2 separate regions of the Astyanax mexicanus genome follow, and region 2 is linked to region 1. A link is a contact called in public Hi-C data. All regions are on one chromosome and are shown on one strand. Each heading gives the region's core, a stretch centred on a gene start, on an enhancer-like site or on the middle of the called end of the contact. The rest is flanking DNA. Distances are from core to core; before and after follow the strand shown.

Evidence for each region. A called contact is a pair of places that touch in the nucleus more often than the background predicts.
Region 2: a contact with region 1 is called in a Hi-C map of muscle, with 5 times the contacts expected there. The contact joins the promoter of LOC103046602 here to the enhancer-like site in region 1. A contact is called at or near these places in 3 of 3 Hi-C or Micro-C datasets (blood and muscle).

The regions. Positions count from the first base shown.
Region 1 is chr17:25,546,945-25,553,360 of AstMex3_surface, forward strand. The region is part of intron 1 of rpl35 (ribosomal protein L35); the gene reads left to right. The region is part of intron 1 of LOC103046602 (formin-binding protein 1); the gene reads right to left. Among protein-coding and RNA genes, the nearest start is that of LOC103046602, 46 kb to the right of the region's middle. Within about 2 kb of position 3,182, the one cell type or tissue checked has an H3K27ac peak away from gene starts, as active enhancers do.
Region 2 is chr17:25,593,506-25,599,921 of AstMex3_surface, forward strand. LOC103046602 (formin-binding protein 1) reads right to left here and starts at 2,244. Exons shown (of 20, transcript XM_049466257.1): 1 at 1,909-2,244. The coding sequence starts at 1,932. The region is part of intron 1 of rpl35 (ribosomal protein L35); the gene reads left to right. LOC111192663 reads right to left here. Exons shown (of 7, transcript XM_049466674.1): 6 at 6,362-6,404; 7 at 5,318-5,379. The coding sequence ends at 5,318.

The sequences.
Region 1 (6,416 bases), core at 1,932-4,431:
CCACTGACCTGTAACACACTAGAGTGTTACACTATTAACCAGTAACACACTTCTTAGGGTTACACTATTGACCTGTAACATATTTCATACTGATATAAAACTCCATTCTGATCCACCACTGACCTGTAACACACTACAGTGTTACACTATTAACCAGTAACCCACTCTATACTGTTACACTATTGACCTGTAACATATTTCACACTGATCTAAAACTCAATTCTGATCCACCACTGACCTGTAACACATCACAGTGTTACACTATTAACCACTATTAACACACTCCATACTGTTACACTATTGATCTATAACACTTTACACTGTAACACCACAAGCAAGACATGAGTTCAACCACAAAAAAAACACACACTTGAAGTTCTGAACAACATTTGACACTTTGACTTTTACCACATTTGCTCTGACAGCAGCTGTAAAGGTCATAACAACAATTTTAACGTAACCTCACAAACACCAGTGGCGTGCTTTAGTTCGATAACTTCAGAGCATCTCAGCCAGTTACACGGTTTCCCTTGTTATTACTGAACAATAATCGCAAGGACACAAATAATAATCACAGAGTTTAAGAGGCCACGTCGTCTACAACACTAATAAACACAGTTCTGCAGTATTTTTAGTGTGACGCTGATAAAAGAGCATGAGAGGAAATGCTAAGTATACCATCAATACTGCAATAACTTAATAACGCTCCAAACATGCACATCAAACAGTCTGTCTGATCCATATAAATGAGTTAAAACGGGAATCCAGGAAACATCTGGAGCCAAACACCCTCACACACACAGACAGGCACTTTTGTATTAGTGGCTCTATGGGGATTTTCCTATGAGCTGTTTATTAATTTAGTAGGGCCCAATGATTGCCCTCATGTGGAGAACATAGACAAAACAACACAATTCAGACTTAAAATTAATTGAACTGAGGAAAAAAACTAAAAGTATTGTATAGGGCTAAAAATGCTCCAGAATGGCAAATGTCAACCTTACCAATTAGCATGGTGCTAACTGCACCAACTGCACCAGACCTGCTTGTGTGGTTTCAGATGCTTTTATCTCTAAACATGGACTAAATATATCACGGAAAGGATGTTGTGAAGCTAAAAACAACAGGAAACCATGGAGGTGTTGCAACATGCTAACTGGTCCCCACAGACGTCCATTTTTTTTAGCTAACCTTTTAGCTTCAGTGTTAACTATAAAAGGTAACTCCTGAGGTATGTGGTTGTACAGTTGAACAGTTTGTACAGTTAAATAAGTATGATATGTTTATCAATGCTGGCGATGAGATGGCGTTTGTATAACTAAACAAATAGAACTGAGCAAATTCATCTTTAAACATAAGGTGTAAAATTAAAAGAATAAAAATAAAGGACAGTCTATGCATACTGTCCTAATACCTGAAATTTCAGGAAAAGCCTCAATGCTTCAATTAAACATATGCTCCTTACATCTACCAGTCTCTAAAATCCTCTGGCAGATTTCCCCACTCCTCCATGCAGAATTCTTTCAGCTATGTGTGAGGCTTTATCTTTACTGTTTACATGCAACATCCACCTCCATACTTCACATTTCTTGTGATCAAATTCTGTGTTTGGTGTGTGCCAAAATTCTGTGCCCAAATAATATTTTAACTTTGGATTTATTTATCCTAATCACATTGTTTCAGAAGTCCTTGTCTTTGTCTAGGTCTTTAGTCTTCCCTGATGTGTTTTGACCTCACAGATTTCCTCCTTGCATATCGGTTATTCGCTTTCAGATGTTAAATGCTATGGGTGTGATGATTTTTTTAAAGAGGGATCTGGAAACACAGTATCAATGTCGGGGAGTGCCTGTAAAAAAGGTGACGAAAGGACAGACAACCTTAAAAAATGTTCTGCCTTTGTTTGCACTTCAAGCATAGTCTTAATTTGATTGGTTATGGTTATACATAGTTAAATTACAAGAGACTCAAGAGAAAAAAAAACAGAAACCATAGGCTTAATATGACTGACTGTGGTTTGCAAAAGTATTTTTTTGTTTGTTTTATATATTGTTTCTATTTATTATAGACTCAATTTGTGAGAGAAAATCCTGTGACATTTTTGTTACGTCTTTTTATTTGTTGGAGACTTCTTTACACATCTTGTGGTCTGCTTTTGTGCTCAACTTGCTAAGACTGCATGAGTTCTCCACTTGTAAATAATTATTTTAGAATGTAGAATGGCTGATTTGTAATTGTTCTGAGATCTTTTTAAATGCCCTCTCAGACTCATTTGCATCTACACCCTGCTTCCTGAAAGCCTCAGAGAGCTCTTTGTATCTGGTCATGACGAGGCACTCACTTCAACAATCAACAAGATCTAATCAAACTAATATCTAAGGTTTAAATAACACAGACTCATCCACAGTTCTTATTAACTATGGTTTAATCATTGGCACCTGATTTTAATTTTACACATTTTAAGTTGGAATAAATGTGGGGGTGTCCTAACATTGTGTTTATTGCATTTTACAACTTATGTTTAAAGGTAATGTCCTTAGTTTCATTTGCTTAGTTATAAAAGCTCCATCTCTCAATTTATTCTGTTACAGCACTACCTCATATCTACGACTGATTACTTCCACACTTTTGTATAGCTTTTGTATTTATATATTTATGTATATATTTTTAAATCTATTTTTGGAATTTTCTAGTCTAGAGTCTTATATTCTTGCTTTGCTCTCTTATTATACTACCCGTATTGTTTGTTTCTACTGTGTTGTGTAACTGCTACTGGCTGCTAAATTTCCTTCAGGATCAATAAAGTATCTATCTATCTATCTATCTATCTATCTATCTATCTATCTATCTATCTATCTATCTATCTATCTATCTATCTATCTATCTATCTGTCTGTTTGTCTGTCTGTCTGTCTGTCTATCTATCGTTTAAATGAAGTGACCATGTGCATGCAATTCCATTGGCAGCCACAGGGGGCAGCACAGGCTCAGAGAGAGCAGCAGCTGGCACCTCTGCATGATGTCATCACTGAGTCATTATGCAATGGCCGTAGAAGACCATGCAAATGAGCAAGCACATACACACACATACAAACTCACATAGACACACACAGATACACACTCTCACACACACATACAGGCATACTCACAGATACACTCACTCACATGGACACACATACACACAAGCACACATACACACAAATAGACACCACATACACACATACACACACAGTTGTGTACAAAAAAATGTGGCTACAAGGCTAAACATCAAAGAAGGTACCAGAACTTCCCTGACACACACACACACACACAAACACCGTTACCACTGATTTATAATGGGACACACACACACACTCAAGGGGATTTCTGAAGAACCTGCTGTTTACTGATGTTTATAGGTTAGTCTTTGATTATGTAATTTTATGCACCAAAAAAAATCAAATCATCCGTCTGAGTGGTGTCAGAGTTTGAGAGCGTTGCTGTGGAAACCGCCAACCAGCCAACCAGCATTCAGAACAAACTCTGATCTAAATACACTGATCACACAGCATGAGCTCTGTGTGTGTTTGTGTGTATGTGTGTTTGTGTGCTCATTAATGAGTGCTAGCGGTAATAATTAGAGACCAACCCTAATTACACACACACTCCAGCACAGTGAATCTATGTCACCTCGTATCTTTCTCTCTCTCTCGCTCTCTCTGTTTGGTTAAGGTCCGTCTTTCTCTGCCTCTCTCTCAATATTTCTCACTCTATTTACCTCTCTCACTCTTTCTCTCTCAATATTCAGAGTACTATATTTTTCACACTATAAGGCGCACTGGATTATAAGGCACATTTAAAGAGACACTTTAAGGAACTTCTAATTCAGCAGGTCTCGCTGCTGGGCTAAAGTCCGATATACCTTTGAACGGCGTAAGAGCTAGCACAGTTAGTAGGTAATGCTAATGCTGCTCCAGCAGGGCTAGTCTGGGTTAGCAGCAGGCTAAAGGCCGATGATTACATCTAAACAGTGTAAGAGCTAGCGCAGTTAGTGGGTAATGCTAATGCTGCTTCAGCAGAGCTAGCCAGGGTTAGCAGCAGGCTACAGGCTGATAATACTCATCTCTTAATGGGGAAATAGAGGTTAGCGGCTAATGCATGATTTTACCTGACTGGTAATGTTCATACATAAAGTGCACAGGATTTAAAAGGGGCACTGATGATTTTTGGGAAAAATGAATGATTTTAAGTGTGCCTTATAGTGTGAAACATACGGTAGCTTTGTTGCTCAAACTTTAATCAAGACAATTTTGCCAGAACATTACAACAATACTAAAAATAATAGCCACAATTGTGAAAACAGTATTAGAAAAAGATAAAACCTGCTATATACATTTACAAAATGATAAATATATGTAAACTATAAAAAAGTATCTACAGTAAGTATTACAGCAAGTACTGTGAGCCAGTGTGATATGATGCATGGGGGGACTGTACAATCATTTGCAAATTTTCCAATTCTGTTTATTTTTCCGATATTGAGATCTGTTGTTTACTCTCATGAAATTATTCTAGCTGATTCTAAGCCTGAGTTTGGATTTCCAAATGTCCCAGATAGCTGTTCTTGCTGTATGCGATGAGCTGGCTGGTATTTAGATGGGGTTGTCGGGCAGTGCTGTGGTGATCTGTTTGAGGGTCAGAGGGTCTCAGGACCAGCTGACTGAAAGGACACTGTTCAGGGGTACGTTCCTGGTTCTGTGGAGCTCTGTGAGACGATTTTAAGTGCCTCCAGAAACTTAAGGACCTTTTAGGTGTTTATACAGTAATCAGAGGCAATATCTCTCTCTGTCTCTCTCTCTCTCTCTCTATGGGCTGTGCAAGTTTGGTGACTGTGGGCAGTTTTGCATTCAGGGAGAAATATTTGTGCAAAATGCTCAGCTGTGTGTGTGTGTGTGTGTGTAATTGAGTAACACAGGGGCTTTGTGTTATGGAATGAGGCAGAACAATGCTACTGTAACCTCTTAGTCAGGGGACAGGGAACAGGGCAACACACACACACACACACAAATTCGCATGCATACACACAAGCAATTGGGAGGGGTGGTCCAACAATAAACATTTGCCTTTGTGACATGAAAGTCCGGCATGAACTTCAGTAGCATTTACAGACATATATATCACACACACACACACACACACACACACAAAACAAGATTTTTGCATACACAGAGCCCTTTCACTCTCTTTCTCCCACCACAAACAAGGCCCTCTCATAGCCCCATCTAACACACAGACCCCCCCCCCCCACACACACACACACACTGTCTATTAAAATGCTGTTTCTACAGTAACTGCTTCTCCACTGCTGATACTGCTTGTATACATGTTATACCATATATAAAAATGCCACACAGTGCACTTATTACATGTTTATTACACACTGGAATTACTACACAAGAGCTAGACCCAATATCCTAATGCAAAAATGCTGTTTCACCACAGACACTACTGCTGACCTTATATCTGTTACAACACATCTATAAGAGAACTATATAAAATAACATTTAAACTCGACACACTCATTTAAACTGCTTGCAAACTTCTCTTTGAACTATATTCCTATACCTGTTATAACATCTTCACAGCAGCAATACAGAACCTTTATTACTTTATTACTAGCTATAAAAGATGATTACCACACACACACAAACACACACACACACACACACCTGACTAAAGGATGTTTAGGTAATAAGACGCAAGTTTGTGTTTGGAGTAAATATGAACAGATTTATACTAAACATCAGCCGACACTCTGAGAACAGATACAGACAGCGGTCAGACAGATTAACAAACAGAAGATAACATTAGTCTTTAGAGCACCCCAGATGTCTCATTAATGTTCCAGGTTTCTATGTTCCCAGGGTTTCTTGCTCTCAGATTCTTTTATACCTTTCAGGACCCTTTCCAAGGCCTTTCAAAGTCTTATGGTCCCTGTGTCCTATGGTTCATGGATTCTATATTTCCTGGGTCCTAAGTTTCACGGATCCCATGTTTTATGGTCCTAAGTTTCATGAGTCTAATGTTTATCGGGATCTATGTTCCCTATGTCCTTTGTTTCCGGTGTCCTATATGTCATGGGTCCTATGTTCTCTCGGTCCGATGTTCGAAGGGTCCTATTTTTCCAGGGTCTTATGTTTTCTGTGTCTATTGTTCCCAGGGTTCTATCTTCCCTGAATCATATATTCTCTAGGTCCTGTGTTCTCTGGATCCTATGTTCCTTCTGTCCTATATTTCCTGGGTCCTATGTTTTCTTGGGTCCTATATTTCCTGGGTCCTATATATTTTTTTTATGGATCCTGTGTTTCATGGGTTCTATGTTTCCTGGGTCCTATGTTTTCTTGGGTCCTATGTCTCATGGATCCTATGTTTCATGGATCA
Region 2 (6,416 bases), core at 994-3,493, 46 kb after region 1:
CAATTTAGTTTCCGAAATTTTGTCCAATATTAAAAGACTTGCTGGTTACTCTTATTTAACAATTTATTCACAGAATACTGCAACCTTTTATGAACTCACAAGGTGACATATAACACCTTATACAGCATATCTATACTGCTGAGTATCCAAAACTGAAAAAAAACAGCAACGTTTTATAAAGATATAATCATAGTATACTATATGTCCAACTGTGTGTTGACACCCCTTCCTAAGAAAAGAAAAAAAAGACAAAGGAGTTGCATTTTAACATAAAAATGACATAAAATTACCTTTATGTTTCAGAAATTCAGAAATGCTGTTGATGTGGAAGGCACTTTGTGTAAGTCCACATTTGAAATATTTCTGGAAACATGCGGACAGGGACTGAGAGTAACAACCACACACCCTGCATAATCATCACACCGTGTAAAAGAGAGATAGCTCATTCGTGTGAGTATCAGTAGTGTACCATCTCTTGCACTGATGCATGAAGCCAAATAAGGAAACAAATGATTGTGCATGCATCTCCAGTCTAAAATCTGAACAGAAAGGTGCATCAGTGCACACAGACCGTTTTAAACAGCGAGTATTTGTGATCTGCTCTCTAAGCAATACTGAGCAGGACTGAGGACTGCAGCATTGATTCTGGACAGTCTGTCGCTGTCCGTGCCCGCACCCAACCAACCCAGCACCCAAAAACAACACAAAAGCACACCACCACAACACTGCAGCAGGAAGAAAGGGAGCATGCACAAGCCTCAATCATCCATCAGCTGTAGCCGTAGCAGCAGGAGGATCTAATCACATCCTCACATGCTTCACTTCATCATCCTCTACCTCTTACATCCTCATATCCTCATGCTCATCTTCGCATCCTCAACCTCACACTCACATCCTTGACCTCATTCTCACATCCTCACATTCTCACCTTCACATCCTCAACTTCATCCTTGAATCCTCAACCTCAAATCTTTATCCTTACATCCTCAACCTCTTCCTCACATCCTCAAGCTTATCTTCGCATACTCAACCTAATATTCTCAACCTCATCCTCACATCCTCACCCTCATCCTCACAACCTCACATTCTCAACTTCACATCCACAACTTCATCCTCGAATTCTCATCCTCAAATCCTCACATCCTCAACCTCATCCTTGAATCCTCAACCTCATCCTCAAGCTCAGCCTCATCTTCACATTTTCAACCTTATTCTCACATCCATCTCATCCTCACACCCTCAACATCATCCTATACTTATCCTCAACCTCATCTTCACATCAAACTCATCCTATACTCATCCTCACATTCTCAACATCACCATCTACACAGCCACAACCTCACTCATATTTTATTTTCCACCTCACCATCTTCACATATTCACATCCATAACCTCATCCTCATTTTATTCATTCTCAACCTCACCATCTTCACATCCACAACCTCATCCTCATTATCTTTATTCTCAACCTCACCATCTTTACATCCACAACCTCATCTTCACCATCTACACATTTTCAACCTCATCATCTTCACATCCACAACCTCATCCGCATTATCTTCATTCTCAACCTCACCATCTTCCCATCCACAACCTCATCTTTACCATCTTCACACTCTTAACCTCATCGTCTTCACAAACACAAACTCATTTGTTCAATATGGGCTGAAAGTCTCTCGTGCACAAGGCTGGCACTGCAAAGTTTAGCACGTGTGCAAATCTACAGCGGTTACACAGAGCGTGCAGACAGCACGAGACCCGTGCAGCAGCGTGTCCGCGCGCGGTGTGGTGACGATGTCTCCCCGGTAACAGCCCCCCCCCCCTCCTCCACCAGTTACAGGCGGCTCGAGCTCCGTTAGCAGCGCCTCCGCCGCTGTTTGTTGTTGTGGTTAAAACACTGAGACTCACCCACAGCTCGGTTCCCCAGCTCATGGCTCCCGCGCCGTCTCCCCCCGTCCACAGCCACGGTGTGCGCGCGCGTGTGTGAGTGTTTTAAAAGAGGTCCACAGCAGCAGGAACACGATCCTCTCAATCTGCTCCGGCGCGCGCGAGAATGTGTGTGAATGTGTGTGTGTGTGTGTGTGTGGAGGTGGGTGGGTATTCTCTCGAGAGGCTGCAGCAGGGGGGTGCTCTCTCTCTCTCCTCTTCTTCCTGCTGTGTGTGTGTGTGTGCGTGTGTGTGAGGTTCTTCCTCTAAAGCAGAAGTCTGTAGCTTTTAGCTATACAAGGCGCGCGCGGTCGTGTGACAGCTGCGCTTGGCGGGAGCGCGCTTTCTGAAGCGATGCGGAGCGAGATTTGAAGCCTCAAGAGTCGATTCTTTCAAAAGGTCCGATTCAGTGAATAATTTGTTCAGATTCACTTCTTCTGGAATAAAATAATGAGACAAATCTACATTGATAAGCAAATTGCAATGTCATTATTTTGAAATGTTTAATCATTAAATGTATGTAATTTTATAATTATGAGGCTGGTAACTCAGAGGGAACTCTTCTTTCTTTCCTGGGGTGGTACTGATGAGAACCAGTTTCATCAAGACGTTTTTGATGGTCGTTGTGACTGCACTAAAGGATACTTTGTTCTTTTTTTAGATTGACTGACCTTCATTTCTTAGAGTATATTTTTTCTTTACTTAGTTGAGTAGTTCTTGTCATAATATGGATTAGAACTTTACTCAAATAAGGCTATTCACTGTATACCAACTCTACCTCTTCACAACTTTACAACAGATGCTCTCTAACACATTAAGAGGACAATAAATTACCCTGATAGCACACATGCATCTCTAAGACGTCTCTGGCACATAACCGTGTTGGTCTCGACAACGTATTTAAAAGAGCGTTTGCTCATCTGCACTAAATCTCTGAGACGTCTCTGGGTGGTCGTGGGTTACCTTTAGCCGCTGCGTTCCAGACCGACTCTTACTACGTCTGAATCTCGCCCGCGTACCAGAGACGCTTATGTGATGTGTTCCAGACCATTTCATAGAGCGTTTATTCATCTTTAATACGTCTTTCAAACATCGTGGGTGGATGCAGAAAGGACGTTTAGACGCTGCACTTCAGACATCAGCTGTGTGTATGCGTGCCTGTGTGTGTGTGTGTGTGTGTTCGTCGCGGCATACATCAAATTACTATAATAGGTCAAGTTGCTTTAATAAGAATAATGGTTATTAATTAAATATAATAAATATTAAATAAAAATACTCACAAAATAAACTGAAAATCTATATTTAACAAGTTTATTAAATGCCAATTTAACAATAGAATAAATAATATGATGAACACAAACAGAAAAAACAATAACATTAGATATTAAACAAATGAATGATTAATTGTCATGAAAAATAAAAATTAACTTTAAACTAAAATAGTGATTATCTGTAAGAATAATTTAAATCAACTTTAAACAAAAATATTTATTAACTGTAAAAATAATTAAAATGAATTATAAACAAAAATAGATATTAACGCCTCCCTGGTGCCAGCCGCAGGTAGTCTTTTAAACATTTTTCGGCATCTGCCTCAGTCGGCGCTGGTAGAATTGGGTTTTTCATGGCTGCACCTGTATATGAAAAGTATAGCTTGTTATTAAAAACACAGTGTTAGGAGACACAAAGTAAGTACTACACTTGGCTCTATATGTAAGTTAAAAAAAAAATCAGTCGGACCTTGTTGTGAGAGTAATATTTATTTCTATGAGGAAAATAGAAATTGTAACTGACATTGTATTTTTTTCCCCCTAAAACATTACACCCATTTTAAGTAAAATTGATTTTGAAAAAATATATAGACATTTTTATATGTGCCTTTAATACATATGAAAACTTGTTGAAAGTAAAACTTATGACTCAAGGCAAGCATGAAGATGGAAATCAGCTTTCAAAATGGCGGCTGAAGTTGGAGAAAGGTAGGTTTCTAAGTATTTGTAATTATTATTTTTATTATTATTATTATACTTGTATTAAACATCAAACTATAGGTATAAATCTATGTGAATGTAGTTTGAGCAGGTTAGTGCCATTTTCAGGCTAAATAAGCTGATGCGTGATGTTATTTACCAAGTAAGATAAGCTTAGCAACGTTGTTACCACGTGTAAATGGTTGCAAGACTGTAGTTTAAATGAAGGTGGGGAAAACATTTATTGTTCTGATATTTATTTTTACTCTATTATTTGGAATAAAGGAATTGTTACCAGATTTTCCCATGATATAATTCACATTGTGTGTAGGGCTGGGCTGTATAATGGTAATACGGTATGCCACTATATTAAACTTGTTTAAAAATTGTTTAATAATCTCCAAAGAAGGATGGAATTTCATGAATATGACGTGGCAAATTTCAACTCTGTGTATAACAAAGACCAACATAGCTAATTAATCCATATGCATTTGGGAAGGCCACAGCATGGGGGCGCTCTCTTAATACCAGTAGTAGAGATTGACACAAAGGTTACGTATACAGACAGACAGACAGACAGACAGATATGAATTCATCACAGAGCATGTAATTAATTCGGTTACATTTTTTTATCAACTAACTGCACTACTAAAGGCATATGCAGCTAGTTTATATGCAGCTAGTCTTAGTTGTAAGCTGTTCTTAAAATGTGTAAATATATATATATATATATATATATATATATATATATATATATATATATATATATATATATATATATATATACAGTGTACAGGCCAAAGGTTTGGACATACCTCATTCACTGTGTTTTCTTTATTTTCATGACTTTTTACATTGTAGACTCTCACTGAAGGCATCAAAACTATGAATGAACACATGTGGAGTTATGTACTTAACAAAAAAGGTGAAATAACTAAAAACATGTTTAATATTCCAGTTTCTTCAAAATAGCCACCCTTTGATCTGATTACTGCTTTGCACACTCTTGGAATTCTCTCAATGAACTTCAAGAGGTGGTCACCTGAAATGGTTTTCAGGTGTGCCTTATCAGGGTTAATTAGTGGAATTTCCATCAGTTGTGTTGTGCAGAAGTCAAGTTACTACACAGCCGACAGCCACATTTGCCCAACTGTTAATATTCATATTATGGCAAGAACCAATCAGCTAACTAAAGAAAATCAAGTGGCCGTCATTACCTTAAGAAATGAAGGTCAGTCAGTCAGGAAAATTGCAAAAACTTTAAATGTGTCCCCAAGTGGATTCGCAAAATCCATCAAGCGCTACAACGTAACTGGCACACATGAGGACCGATCCAGGAAAGGAAGACCAAGAGTCACCTCTGCTTCTCAGGACAAGTTGATCAGAGTCACCAGCATCAGAAATAACAAGTTAACAGCAGCTCAGATCAGAGAACAGTTGAATGCCACACAGAGTTCTAGCAGCAGACCCATCTCTATAACAACTGTTAAGAGGAGATGCAGCAAATCATGCTCAAATAGCTGCTAGGAAACCACTGCTAAGGAGAGGCAACAAGCAGAAGAGATTTGTTTGGGCCAAGAAACATAAGGAATGGTCATAAGACCAGTGGAAATCTGTGCTTTGGTCCAAATTTGAGATCTTTGGTCTAACCGCCGTGTCTTTGTGAGATGCAGAAAAGGGTGAACGGATGGATTCCACATGCCTGGTTCCCTTTGTGAAGCATGGTGGAGGAGGAGCTGTGATGCTGTGGGGGTGTTTTGCTGGTGACACTGTTGGGGATTTATTCAAAATTGAAGGCACACTGAACCAACATGGCTACCACAGCATCCTGCAGCGACACACCATCCCATCTGGTTTGCATTTAGTTGGACGATCATTTATTTTTCAACAGGACAATGACCTCAAACACACCTCTATGCTGTGTAAGGGCTATTTGACCAAGCTGCAGCAGATGACATGGCCTCCACAGTCACCGGACCTGAACCCAATCCAGATGGTTTGGGGTGAGCTGGACCACAGTGTGAAGGCAAAGGGGCAACAAGTGCTGAACACCTCTGGGAACTCCTTCAAGACTGTTGGAAAACCATTTCAGGTGACCACCTCTTGAAGTTCATTGAGAGAATGCCAAGAGTGTGCAAAGCAGTAATCAGGGCATTTTGAAGAAACTAGAAAATAAAACATGTTTTCAGTTATTTCACCTTTTTTTGTTAAGTACAAAACTCCATGTGTTCATTCATAGTTTTGATGCCTTCAGTGAGAATCTACAATGTATTTAGTCATGAAAATAAAGAAAACGAGTTGAAAGAGAAATTATTTTTGTGCTCTACTGAGTTTATGTTCATGCAGCAAAAACTGCATGAACATTACAAAAACTGTTCTCTATTTGCTGTGTTGCTAACAAAATATCTGCCTTCCTAGGAACATTGTAAATCTTCTAAACATTATGTATTGTTTACATGACTTACCAATAATCATGGAAGCTCCTCCACTAAGTGACAGCATGCTAATCTGAAATATTGC